Linked DNA regions of Siniperca chuatsi: region 1 is linked to region 2. The links are chromatin contacts, called in public Hi-C maps. All regions are on one chromosome and are shown on one strand. The core of a region is the stretch at or near the end of the contact, and the rest is flanking DNA. Distances in the headings are between cores, read along the strand shown. Region 1 overlaps rnf13 (E3 ubiquitin-protein ligase RNF13). Region 2 holds the start of LOC122878355 (profilin-2-like).

Evidence for each region. Hi-C and Micro-C count contacts between places; a contact is called where the count stands out from the background.
Region 1: a Hi-C map of liver shows a contact between it and region 2, with 3 times the contacts expected there. The contact joins the enhancer-like site here to the promoter of LOC122878355 in region 2. A contact is called at or near these places in 3 of 3 Hi-C or Micro-C datasets (liver, skeletal muscle and an unstated tissue).

Annotation. Positions count from the first base shown.
Region 1 is chrLG6:13,868,952-13,875,179 of ASM2008510v1, forward strand. rnf13 (E3 ubiquitin-protein ligase RNF13) reads right to left here. Exons shown (of 10, transcript XM_044201072.1): 4 at 2,867-2,989. Among protein-coding and RNA genes, the nearest start is that of rnf13, 18 kb to the right of the region's middle. Within about 2 kb of position 2,425, the one cell type or tissue checked has an H3K27ac peak away from gene starts, as active enhancers do. A contact at or near this core is called in liver, where this site is marked.
Region 2 is chrLG6:13,825,178-13,831,485 of ASM2008510v1, forward strand. It overlaps LOC122878355 (profilin-2-like), which reads left to right and starts at 3,792. Exons shown (of 3, transcript XM_044201075.1): 1 at 3,792-4,156. The coding sequence starts at 4,028.

The DNA of each region.
Region 1 (6,228 bases), core at 1,175-3,674, 42 kb after region 2:
GTTTACTTGTCACAGTAAAGCCGACAAACAAACACAGAGAAGAGGTGAAAGTAGCATCATCCTTTTTGCAACAGGAATCAAAAAAGGCTTTACAAGGGACAGTTCACCCCAAAACCAAAAATACATATTTTTCCTCTTACCTGTAGTGCTGTTTATCCATCTAGATTGTTTTGGTGTGAGTTGCCAAGCTTTCGAGAGATATCAACCGTAGAGATGTCTGCATTTTGTGAATTTAATTGGACTATATGGCAATCGGCTTGTGGTGCTCAAAGCGCCAAAAAAATAAATTTGAAAAATTCAACAGCAATAATGTCTCTTTCCAGAAATCATGACCCAGTTACTCAAGATAATCCACAGATTTGTTATGAGCAGTTTCATGTAGGAACTGTTTTGTTTGTACCGACAGTAGAATCTAGATGAATAAATAGCACTACAGGTAAGAGGAAAAATATGTATTTCTGATTTTGGGCTGAACTGTCCCTTTAAAAGGAAATATCCTCTTACTTTCTGCTTTAATTAAAAAGGAGCTGTGAAACTTGTACTGTGGGTCACTGGACAAATCTAAAATAATGACAAATGTCCAAAGTAATCTCTCAATCTGACCAGCAGTCGAAAAAGCATATATTCAATGTGTGATTATATGAAAAATACAAACATAGTGAACTTTTTTTTACCCCTAAAGCCGACTAAAACAACTAATCAATTTGGCCTGAAAGTCAAAGCTTACTTTAAAAGACAAATAGGTGCTGGTGAGAAATGTATTATAGCTTTAATGTGCTGTTTACGAGACAGCTGGAAGAAAAGGTGGTAGAAGGTTACACTCAAAATGCCACCAGACCTAAGCAACAAGAAAATCTGAGTAAACTTCAACAAGTCAAAGCTGCTCCTTTGAGGGTTGCAGGAGGTTAAATGGCAAATCTGGCATAGTTCAGAGAGACTGGTTTGTTTGTTTGTGTGTGTGTGTGTGTGTGTGTGCATGTGTGTGTGTCTGACACACAGCTATGTGGAGTGGAGTCTGGTTCCACTCCAGCAAAGAGAACACCTCACTGCCCTGTCTGTCAACATGTTTCTATGAGTGTGTGTGTGTGTGTGTGTGTGTGTGTGTGATGCATTAAGACCTTATAAGGCTGTATGGCTGCCAATAGAGTGAAAAAAAGAGCGAGAGGGAAGGACAGAATAAAAACGATTGAAAAAGAGGGATAGACAGGAAATGCGAGAGTGAATGAACGGGGGACCAAACAAGAAGGTACAGAGGGAAAAGGTAAGACTGAAAAGTATGAGAGGAAGAGAGACAGAGAGATGGAAAGAGGCAGACAGAAAGATGCCAAGAGGCTGCATGCTTTCCTCTCTTTCACCCCATTACTCATCCCTGCTCTCTCTCTCCTAATCCTGGCTGCCTTTTCTCCCCTCATCTCCTCCCCCGTCCGTTCTATTCTTTCTTCTGTTTTACTCTGAATCCTTGAAAAACAGGAGGTTTAAGATACATTTAGTAATCGAGCTACGCATGGTGTTTCCTGTAAGCAAAAAACTGGAAAAAAACACTGAAACATTTTACTTCAGGCACAAATCATCCTTGGGAATCTGCAGAGGGTGCTGCATTAATAATTCAAACAAGTTTGAAAAATATCTAATCACAGGGGATAAGTAATGTGTTCATTACTGAAGTATCTGGCAACAATTCAGGATGTCTGCTGGTCCTGAAAAAAAAGTCTCTATAGTAAATGTCTTGAAATTCTGAAACAAGAAATGTATCTTCAAGTTCTCCAAAGTCCCTAATAATAAACACTTGTGTTTGTGCCTTATATTTTGTTGTCATCTTCAAGATTTCATTCTTACTGGCATTCACTGCAGGAAACTTGCAGAGGTATTAAAAACTGGTGCAGCAATTTCCATTTCTATGCAAATTAACAATTGACGTGTTTCCTTCAAAACGGCCAATGACCCAGCTTAACTCAAAATCCTGGGTTAATTTATAGCAACTGTGTTTGACTTTTTAACTAAGATTAGATGCTTTGTTAGACTGCTTTTCTATTGGCAGGTCAGTTATAGAGACACCATTATTTTTTACTCTTTTCCATTTCTCCTGTTGAACTAGGTGACACTCCCAACACACACCACCCTCTCTGCGCTGCACATGGCCTGATGCCTCACTTGACGAATGGAGATCAGCTCTCTCCATCTTTCAGCTGCTTCACTGACTTATGAGGCAAACACAACTTTTCAACTCCGCAAATCCAGCATTACACACAAAACTGCAGCAGGGGGAGAAGAAGAAAAAAAAGGGATAGATGCTTGTGCAGGAAATTGTGTTTAGGGAAATGGCCGCTTCCTGTTTTCCTGTCCCAACCAGCTGATCTAAGAGCGTCAGTGAAACTAACTCTGAAACACCACCTACCGATATAAACTCAGCGTGAGGCAACATACATCAGTGTACAGTACCTCGCACACACTGTTATAGTTTTGGCAGCTTGCCCTTATAAATTAAGAGCTGCTGAAATAAATGATGTTTTCAATTACTTCTAGGTATTGCTAAGCACTAAAACGGCATTCACAGTTTCCCAAAAAAATAGAGTTTCACTAAAGAAGCAGTGGAAGCCTGTTAGTGAAATACAAGTGAAATTAATAGGGTCATAATTCACTGTACCAACGATGCAGCACATAGTTTTGGTCAGACTGTCAGTTTCCCTGTTTAGCTATCAGAATAAAATGGTTATGTTATGCTTAGATATAAAGTTAAAATAATTATGTTTAGTTTAAAACTAGAGATGGTTGGGGTTGATTAATAGGTGGGGTGTGGTTTAGTCATGTAGGATTTCCATCTCTGACAATAACTACACACACACACACCAACCAATGTAAACACTACCTTGATGTCAAAGTTGCAGTCGAAGCGCTTGATGAGGACGATGAAGGCGCCCGTCAAGTTGTCCCTCGGAGGGGGCTCGATGGGCTGGCACGCATTTTCTGGTCGCGCCCCAATCAGGAAGCCCTGAGGGGATGACATCATCATGGTGAGAGAAATACATGAGTGACTTACATCGAAGTTGAACCAAATGTCATTTCTTGGAAGTCAAACAGAAAATGAGGAGTCAAATGAGGAATCTTTTTCCAAAATAAGATATCTATTATTTATAGAAAGCACTATCTAGCACTAAAAAGAAATCATACAACACAATTGAACTTTATTATGCAACTTGTATAAAGAGCAGACTTTGGTTGACAAACTGAAAACCCTTTTACAAAAATGATCCTCTGTATTCAAACTGTTGTGTTTTTCAGACCAAAAACAGATAAAAAGAAAACGTAATAATGAGTAACTACTATATTGCTGACAAAGTAATGACCTTGTTTCACATTTATTCAGTTTCATTCATCCATGCATCAGAGCTTGTGTCCTCAAATATCAATAAATAAAAAGCTACACTGGAGCAGTTAGGGGTTAACTGTTTTGCTGAAGGGCACTTTAACAGGAATTAATGTGTGCTGATTCAAAGTGACATTAAGGGTCATTAGCTTACTTTATCACACCTCTGAGGTACCACTGGTCATATCAGGATAACATATAACAGGATTTGCTAGTTTTGTCAGTGTTCATTTTGATTTATGTTGATAGTTGATGGACTGTAGGCAAGTCACTAGCTGAAAATCATTTTTTAAAATCACAATACATCACAACAGCTTCATAGCTACATGACAAGTCATCCGCGCTGAAGATCAAGATTCTTTCTGCGTTTCTAAAAACCTTTTCAGAGTAGATCGCAGTCCTTTCCAAGATATGATCACACTGTTTTGTCAGATTTTTATGACCTGCTTAGTGAGCCTGCATACTGTTATAGTGGCTAGACACAGTTACATCCCAGTTTCAGCTCCCTGACCCAAAGTCTGAGCAGCGCCTTCTTTGTTCAACCCCCCTGCTGCTCTCAGATTAACAACATCCATCACAACCACAGATGAAAAACTAACAAGAAAAAAACACAACAAAAAAAACAAGATGCCGAGTGGCAGTTGTGCTGCAGCCCCAGATGTAATACTGGCAAATCAAACATAAATTTAACATGGTAATGCATGCATAATGAATACAGAACTTTCCACTGGAATGAAGAATATTACTGATGCATAAAAATGAAGTGTGTGTGTGTGTGTGTGTGTGTGTGTGTGTGAGAGAGAGAGAGAGAGAGAGAGAGTCCCTGTGCATGCTGGTGTTTTCAGTTGGTCAGGGTCTCAGTTTGCCCTGAAAAACTCTGGCCCTTGTATTTCCCATCTCTCTTTCTCTCTCTGCTGCTTCCTGCCTTAGTCCCATTTCCAACAACAGCTTTTGAAGTGACTGATGAGAGGGAGATAGTGAGAAGAGAGAGAGAGTTAGACAGAGAGGCTGACAGAGTGATAAAGGGACGGAGAACAAAGGCGAAAACAGCAAAAGATACAAATATGGAAGCAAAGGGCATCAGAGACCCACTGAAATGCAGACAAAAGAGGAAAACCAGAAAAAACAGATGGAGAAAGACCAAAATAGAAAGGTGAAGACAAAAAGAGGCAGACAGATGGTGAGAAAAGAGAAGGAGCAAAGAACCAGAGCAGATAAATGGAGAAGAGATGATGAAAGGAAAACACCCAAGAGATGAGGAGTGAGGGACCTGATGTGAGATACATTTCTAAACCTCTGCTGCTCTTATACATACACCACTGTGTGTGTGTGTGTGTGTGTGTGTGTGTGTGTGTGTCAGAGGCAGGGTGGTAGGCAGGAAGTGTGGACTGCTGTGGGACTCTGCCGCCACTTTCAGCTCCCTCTCTCTCTCCTAAAGCCAATGCTTTAAAAAAACCCAGCCCATATATAAAGGAGAGTCAGCACTTTCTCTCTCTCTCTCACACACACACACTGTGAGTGCATCTTGCTGGCTGCCACACTAACATGACTCCAAAACAGCAGCTGAGCCACATATGGAAAATGACCACAGTGACACATTGCATTTACTAACAAGCCGAACCATACCGCACAACAGAAGAGACAAAGTCGCTGACTGAATGCACTGCCTGGTGGTAGTAAAACATTAATAAGATTTGACGCATGAAAGGTCAAATTCAGGGATCATCTGTGAAATCTCACATTGGGGAGGAGGAACATGTGAGGAATCACCCACCGCCCAACACCACCGTCACCTCTGGCTGCCTCCTCCAGTGCAGCTCTGCCTTGCTGCTAAATGACGTCACTGTGCTACTGCCTTACATTCCTCCTCTTGACTTTGAAACCAGTGGCAAGAGCGCCCTCTGTTGGGTAGAAAAAAACATCTAAAGAAACACGTGCCAGAACTGCAGAATGCAGAGGACAGCACGGTGAAAAACAGGAAATGACTGTGGAAGGAGTGGAAATCCTGAAAATGTAGACTGAAAGGAGACGTAGATAAAATGCTGTCTGCGCACGGATATCACTTTAAAACACCAAAAGACTCATCTAATACCACCATAAACTGATTATATAATCCCACTGCTCTGTCAAACTTCAAGCTGGGTGACATAGGGCTTTTTTGTGTAACAATATTAATATTAATATTTTTTTTCATCTTGTGTTACCTTTACTCTGAATATGAGGTTCTGTTGTCCGCATGTGCCAGGATGAATTTATGCCCCTATGTAACCCGTGAGTATGATCTAAACCCAACATCACTAGGACAAATTCCTGTGCATGCATTGTACTTGGGAAATAAAGACACAGTGGAGGAAAAAGACTATAAACCTATAAACCAGCTCCCAGAGAATGCCTGTGTTGTAACGATACCAAACTGAATTCCCCGTTATTGCATTAGTCTTGAGCCAAGGTGTCAAAGTTTAGGAAAACACCAAATGAGGACAAATTATTCATCAAGCATGTGATGCTGAAGTAGTTTAGTTCACATATGATCAGTCGTGACACATTTGCGCAATTAAATAGTGGCGAGTGACAGAGAGAAGGGGAAAGACTGTGGTGAGAAACATGACATTTAACTGGGTTGAGATCTGGTCACTGTAATGGCCATAGCATTTTATTCACATCATTTTCATACTCACCAAACAGTTCAGTGAGCCCTGTGCACGGAAGCATTTGATATGGTTCTCCATCCTTTTATTCAGATTTTTCCTTTAATTTCTCATGAGGCCATACATTTCTGTGTCACTTAAAACTGAGTCGACGACCCCCTATGACTGAATGAATGTAACTGATAGCGAAAATACTTAATTATATAATGACAGTGA
Region 2 (6,308 bases), core at 2,542-5,041:
CAGGAGACCAGGGTCCGTGTCCTAGGTGAAACCAAAAGTTATTGTTGAGTTATTTAAAGTTTTAAGTTACGTTACAAGTCATGTCACGTGACTTCCTACTACCTAACCAAGTAGTTTCTGAAGGCATCTCCTACAGATGCTAAAGGGTACCATGTGCACCTGTATACGACACCGAGGGGTGTGACAAAACGTCGGTATTTGACTCCCTGGGAATGAGAATGGGTTGCAATAGAGCACCAAATGTGTATTAATCCGCCAATGAAAATAGTCCCCAACAAATACACTATTTCCTCCTGTTTGAGTAACGTTTTTCTAAAGGTTACAGTGCCCAGTTGGAAATTATTTAGCCTTTTTTTAAAGTGAAAGTATGTATTTGTGACCTGAAATGTACGTCTTTAGTAGGAACAAATGGGCTTCAGTCTGAGAGTCACAAATGAGGTAGGGAAGTCAGAAAGAATTGAGATGGACTAGCACAGTTTGTTTTTAGTCTTTTGAAAACAGTGAATATATAAATGCAAAATATGCAAATACTTCCGTTTTTGTAACCTCTGATTTAAAATTTAGTTTAGTGGTTCTAAACATGATGGGGTCATGTTCACCACTCTGCATAAGCAGCTTGTGACAGGGGATCACAAGTATGCATTGCCTTGTTTTATGGGGTCACAGGCCATAAAGGCTCACAATACCAACTGTCAGCAGTGTCAGTGTAAAAGTATTGGCATTGCTGCTGTCTTTCAAAAACCTTTACTTTTACTTCCTTGTAGTCTTAAGGTTTTCTACTTCATTAGAAATATCTGTATTTAGATGCAAGAAAGATGGAAAAATGGACAATGTGTCTCAAGGCAACATGCATTTCAGGTTGTAAATCAGTTGCAGGCACATGGTATATGAATCTGCCTGCTGAGCCGACAGGACGCCACAGTACCAAGTGTCACAGTCAGAGTGTGCACTATACTGACCAATTCTCTTTAACACTGAAAACTGTGGGGTTTGTTTTTATCAGTTCACAGTACAGTAAAAATATGGACACCATGTATCTGCAGAAAAAAAAAGCTGAGATAGCTTGCAGGAAAATTGCTACTTGCTGTGTTTATCTCTGTGTTATCCAGCTGTTGTGATGATAATACATGATGCTAATGGCCTTGTCCAAAACCAAGCCATTTATAAAGCAAACAAGTTGGCTCTTTTCTGTATCTCCATGACTCATGTGCAGCCTGAGTGGTTTGGCTGTGAGTGGTGCTATTTTGACAGAGCAGAAGTGCAAAACAGAGGTGGCCATGGAAACTGACAGCATCCAATGGGAGAATAGGATATGGGTGTGGCTGGCTGATTGACAAGAGTTTCTGACCCACTCACTTCCTTCTGCCCGGTCAATTAATAACTTTTTCTGCACTCATTCTTCCGCAAGGAGGGAGAAAGAGAAAGAATTCACTGGAAGTTTCTAGATAAAGATAAAAGTGTCACATGATGTAGGGCTTCAAAAAGACACAGATGAAGGAAGCTGTGTATGTGGCGCATGTAAAAAAAAAAAGCTTAAAAAAACATTTCCCCTGCAGTATCTGTGCAATATGAACTGAGCTCAATGAAGTTAAGCAATTATTTTTACACTAGCCTGAGTGTAAATGATTCTCCCCTTGTTAGTGTATTAGATTTCTGGTTGTACCCAAAGACTGCAGATTGCTTTAAGTTCACTTTTGCAAGTGTTTGAAACACTTAAACTGCATTTTCCCAACATTATCTCTCTGTGAGGCTTTCATCATGTCTCTTCTGCATCATTTCATTGAGAGTCACATTTGTGTGAGCAGCGAAAGTCACTGATTAATGCTCTCCATTCACTCCTTAACTGCGGTTTATTTGCCATTGAACAAGGGGCCTAACTTGGAGTTGCTCTTGTTCACCTGCTGAATAGAAGTAGCTCCCAGGTGTGAACTTGTGCCACTACATAAGTGTGAACCAGGGTGCACAGTGCTGAAAAAGAGCCAAAGTACTCAGAAGTGGGGGAAAACCCTTCCTGGATAAATGTCACTAAATAAATGTACAGTTAGTACACACTGCTTAGAGGAGAAGAGGGAGAAAGAATAGCAAGATGTGGTTACCTTATTAATGGTTACCATGGAGAAAACACAGATGCATACAGTACATGGTACCCTGGTATTTTGATCCTGTAAAAGTGAAGACGCAGGTTTTATCCCACAACAGACAAATGTTCATCAACAGGTATGTGTCCTACCGAGATGCCCTTTGAGCAAGTCACTGCACTTCTACAAGTTCAAGCTACTCATCACTGATGGTTGTTGTCATGATAATGTATTAGATCTAGCACAGTCAGGTTCTGCAACAGCACTTACTGAGAGGCTGTTTGAACCCCTAACTCCTAACTCCCCAATTTGCTGTTATTATTCTTGTCCAAAAATACTGTAATTGTATGTATTCAATACTTAACATCATTGTTTATTTGTGGTGCTGATACTTTCCCCATGGGAATGTTTCTTTTATTTTTTATCATTCTTTAATGCATAAAGGTTTTATTGTTTTATATTTGTACCAGTTGTTTCAGGTCTCAGTGTAGTTGCTCTATGTGATGTACTGAGGTTTCTGTTTAGTTTTATGTCAGCTCACCAAAGCAAAGTCCTATGACCTATGTTGATATGGCAATAAATGATTGAATTTTGAATAAGTTTAACAACTAACAGTGTGAACAACACCAAATATATTTTCAGAAAAGACACTTTTCTCCCAAATGAGGCCCTGTCTCCATTTACAAAAATCGCACAATTATTCAACAGTTTGGTGACACTTGGTATAGTGTCCACAAGGATTTTACACTCTGAAGATGTATTCCAGCCTAAAACGGTGAGCAACTCACAGAAATAAACTGTGAACAAACTGCTCAACATCCCTACTGCTTAATCACTGGAAGACATTCTGGAGTGTAAGGTATGCTTAAAATGTAAACGTACACATATATGGAAATACAGTTTCTCTCTCCAACACAATGCTAAGGAGCCTCAGAGAGTCTCACACATTGTTCTTTAAGGAAAATAACAAACTGGTTTAGTTTCTATCCTGTGTAAGTGTAAACTTAGTTACAGCAGGATATCTCCCATCATCCAAAGATATTTAAGCCACGTATACTGGAGATCCGAAATTGTTCATTAGCATAGTGAAAGAAGATTTCCAACTCAATGTTTTACCCTGTGATGACCTAGTGCCCTTTTCAGGGTGTTTGCCTGCCGTTTAGTGTATGATGAGTGACCCTAATGAATGCTGACAAAAAAATCCAGCATAAACAATACTGACTTGGGTGAGATTGGTGATTGTGTCCATTTGCCCAGCTGACTGAAGTGTATCCCACTTTAATCACATGAATCTTAAATCAAGAATTGGATAAAACTGCTTTGTGACATGAAGATATTGTAAATGACCAGTGATTTAGTGCTTAACAAACGAGGTGGTAGCTTATGTGACTTCAGTGATCATCATAAGGTAAACACGAATGTGAATTGTGTATTCAAAACTATTTTACATACCTTTTAATGAAATATCTTGCAGCATTTGCTTTTTTGCAGTTTCAGTCTAAAACAATGATTAAATTCTACTTAGCAAATGTGTGTAAATGTGCATTTTGACTGGTTTAACCCCCCCCCCCCAAAAAAAATCTTTGGCCATAAAACAAGAATGGCAAGTTGACACAAATCTTTGATGTAGTGGAGAAAAATAGGCTGTCTTGCGTATTGCCACGATGTATTCATCCGCTGCGCAGTATATCATGCAATGAGGCAGCAGGGCAAAGAACGACCCAGGCGGAGTGATTTAGTGAGGACTACACCCAAGCGCCTGTCCGATTGCAGCGGCTTCTCTTCGTTGCCTAGACCAGAAGAAAGCCGGGACGTGACGGATCCGGGGGGGTTCTGCTTGCTGGAGGCCCGTTAAACCACTGATAAATACAGCTTCTTCGTCGCTCAAGAGGCGTTTGTGACCTAACTTGACCCTACGTATTTTTCATCTTAGAACTAATTTCACAAACATGTCCTGGCAAAGCTACGTGGACAACCTGATGGCTGATGGCAGCTGCCAGGACGCGGCCATTGTTGGGTACACGGACGCCAAATACGTCTGGGCATCGTTTGTCGGCGGTACCTTTGCCAACATAACGGTTAGTATACTCTCTGTGTCAATATCTAGGCTTACACGGGAGAAAAAAAAGTACACTTTGCATGCCGGTGCGTTTGTCTGCATAGCAAGGCCTTGCTGAATGAGGATAAGGCGAGCAGTCTGTGCTACACATGGTGTCCGGTGGTCACACACACAAATGCATTAGCTCCGTTGCTTTTCAACCTATTATCAGTCTTCGTCGTTTTTATTTCTTTCAAGTAAATGTACCATACGCGATGACCTTAACGTTCACATTATTTTTCTTTTGGAAATAGCCACAGATGACTCAAGCCAGTGACTGATGGTACCGCGGACTTAAGCTAAAAGGGCTAGCTTAGCAAGCTAGCTACCGTCAACTAGCCGTGTTTGCTTGTGATACCGGTCAGATAAGATGAGCACGTCGGACAAAGCATAATCAATTTGGAGATTGTATTCTAAACCAGCACCCAACTTAAAAAAACAACTTTTCTCCTGGATTTGGTCGGTTGTGGTTAAAACCCGCTTATTCATATTTTTTATTTATTTATTTTTTTTGGCGGACAACACCTTCTACCAGCAGCGTAATGTTAACATTGATTAGCAAACTACAGCTCGCGGTTAGCTAAAATCAGGCCGTTCATCCCCATTGGAAAACCATCATTAGCTGACGCTAATGGCGCAACGTTAACGGTGCTCTCACGCGTTCTTGACGCGCTGGCGTGCCGTTGGTCTTTCTCGTTTTTTCCTATTGGGCTTCTGTGAATCACCCTGCCGCTACCGCCCCTTATTTTCCAAGATGGCGGCCACACTCCCAGTTTCTTATTCATTTTGTTCATGGGAGATAATCGAGACGTTTGGTCTCTGTTAGCATTTGCAGCAGCGGTCCAGATTGGTTCCCTGTCGAAAGCTCACGTTTTTAAGTTACCCCACGTAGACATCAATAGATTACAGCGTTTATGTAACTCTAACTTGGTCAAACAATCGTCTTCGGCGCTTCATCGAGCCTCCATTTTGTGTGTTAAATAAATGATTAGTCAATAATTTAAATATTTGCGTGTAGGTGAATGCATCATGAGTCAAAATGTGACCGTAACAAACGTGTCGTTATTTCGACGAGCCTGTTAGCTATGAAATGATAACCCATGCTACAGACGAGTGAACTATGAACGAGTGTGCAGCTGTTACTTGGGAGTGTCCACTCGGGCCACTGGAGCAGGGTAACGTTATCCTTTTTTGAAGACGCAAATTTGTATAATGTCAACGTAAATTGACACTATCGTGTTTTCTTGTCCGTGTGGAAAAGCTCATGTGAAGCTAGAGCTAATTTCCCTCTGACCAGCGTTAGCAAGCCTGCTTTTTCTTTTTTTTTTTCCCCTACTTTTCTCCCCCCCCCAAAGACCCGGTGATCAAATTTGCTGAACAAGTTGTAGAAGTGCAGAAAGCTAACCCAGAATATGTTAAACAGCGGTGTCAGTTCAGTGCTGAAATAAAGCATTGGTTTCCCAATGGGTAAATACGGTGAATTTTTAATTGTCTAACGGGGCCTCAACATGTAGCTGCTACCCGCCATGCTAACGCTGTCTGATCAGTAGAAATCATTCAGTTTCCCTTTTTTCCCCTGAAGGGTTTTATGTGTGCCATGACTGTGCAGTTCTGGAGTTGAGGGGCGACGCCTTTTGTTCTGCAGACTGGTTCAAAGGATAAATCCGGTTTAAACATGTGTTAATAACGACAGTGCGGTGAAATACCATTTTTGGACATGTAAGCAAAAGTGGTCGCAGAAAGTGTAAAATTAGCAGGTGTCGGACCATGTAGCAGATTTCTCAGCATAATGTTTTTGTCAGCTGTAGTGGGCCTCTGAGAAATCTGGTTTTGCCAGTGATAGTTTATCGGAGTCAGCTGTGTCTTTAAACAGACATGCACTTTTGGACATCCTTTCTCAATACTTGAATACCATCTACTGTCCTGACCAACTTAGCACAAAATAAAAAAAAAAGCACATTTCTTATCGTACAAATACTTGGTAAGACCCTCAGTCTTAAACTTTTTTTGTAAACTATCTTGACTTATTCTACTAAATCATCTTAAACAAAATATTTCCTATCAATTTAGGTTAAATGACAGATGGCAACATTAAATAGTGACGCATGTGAGAAGTTTGGATTTATTTTGGT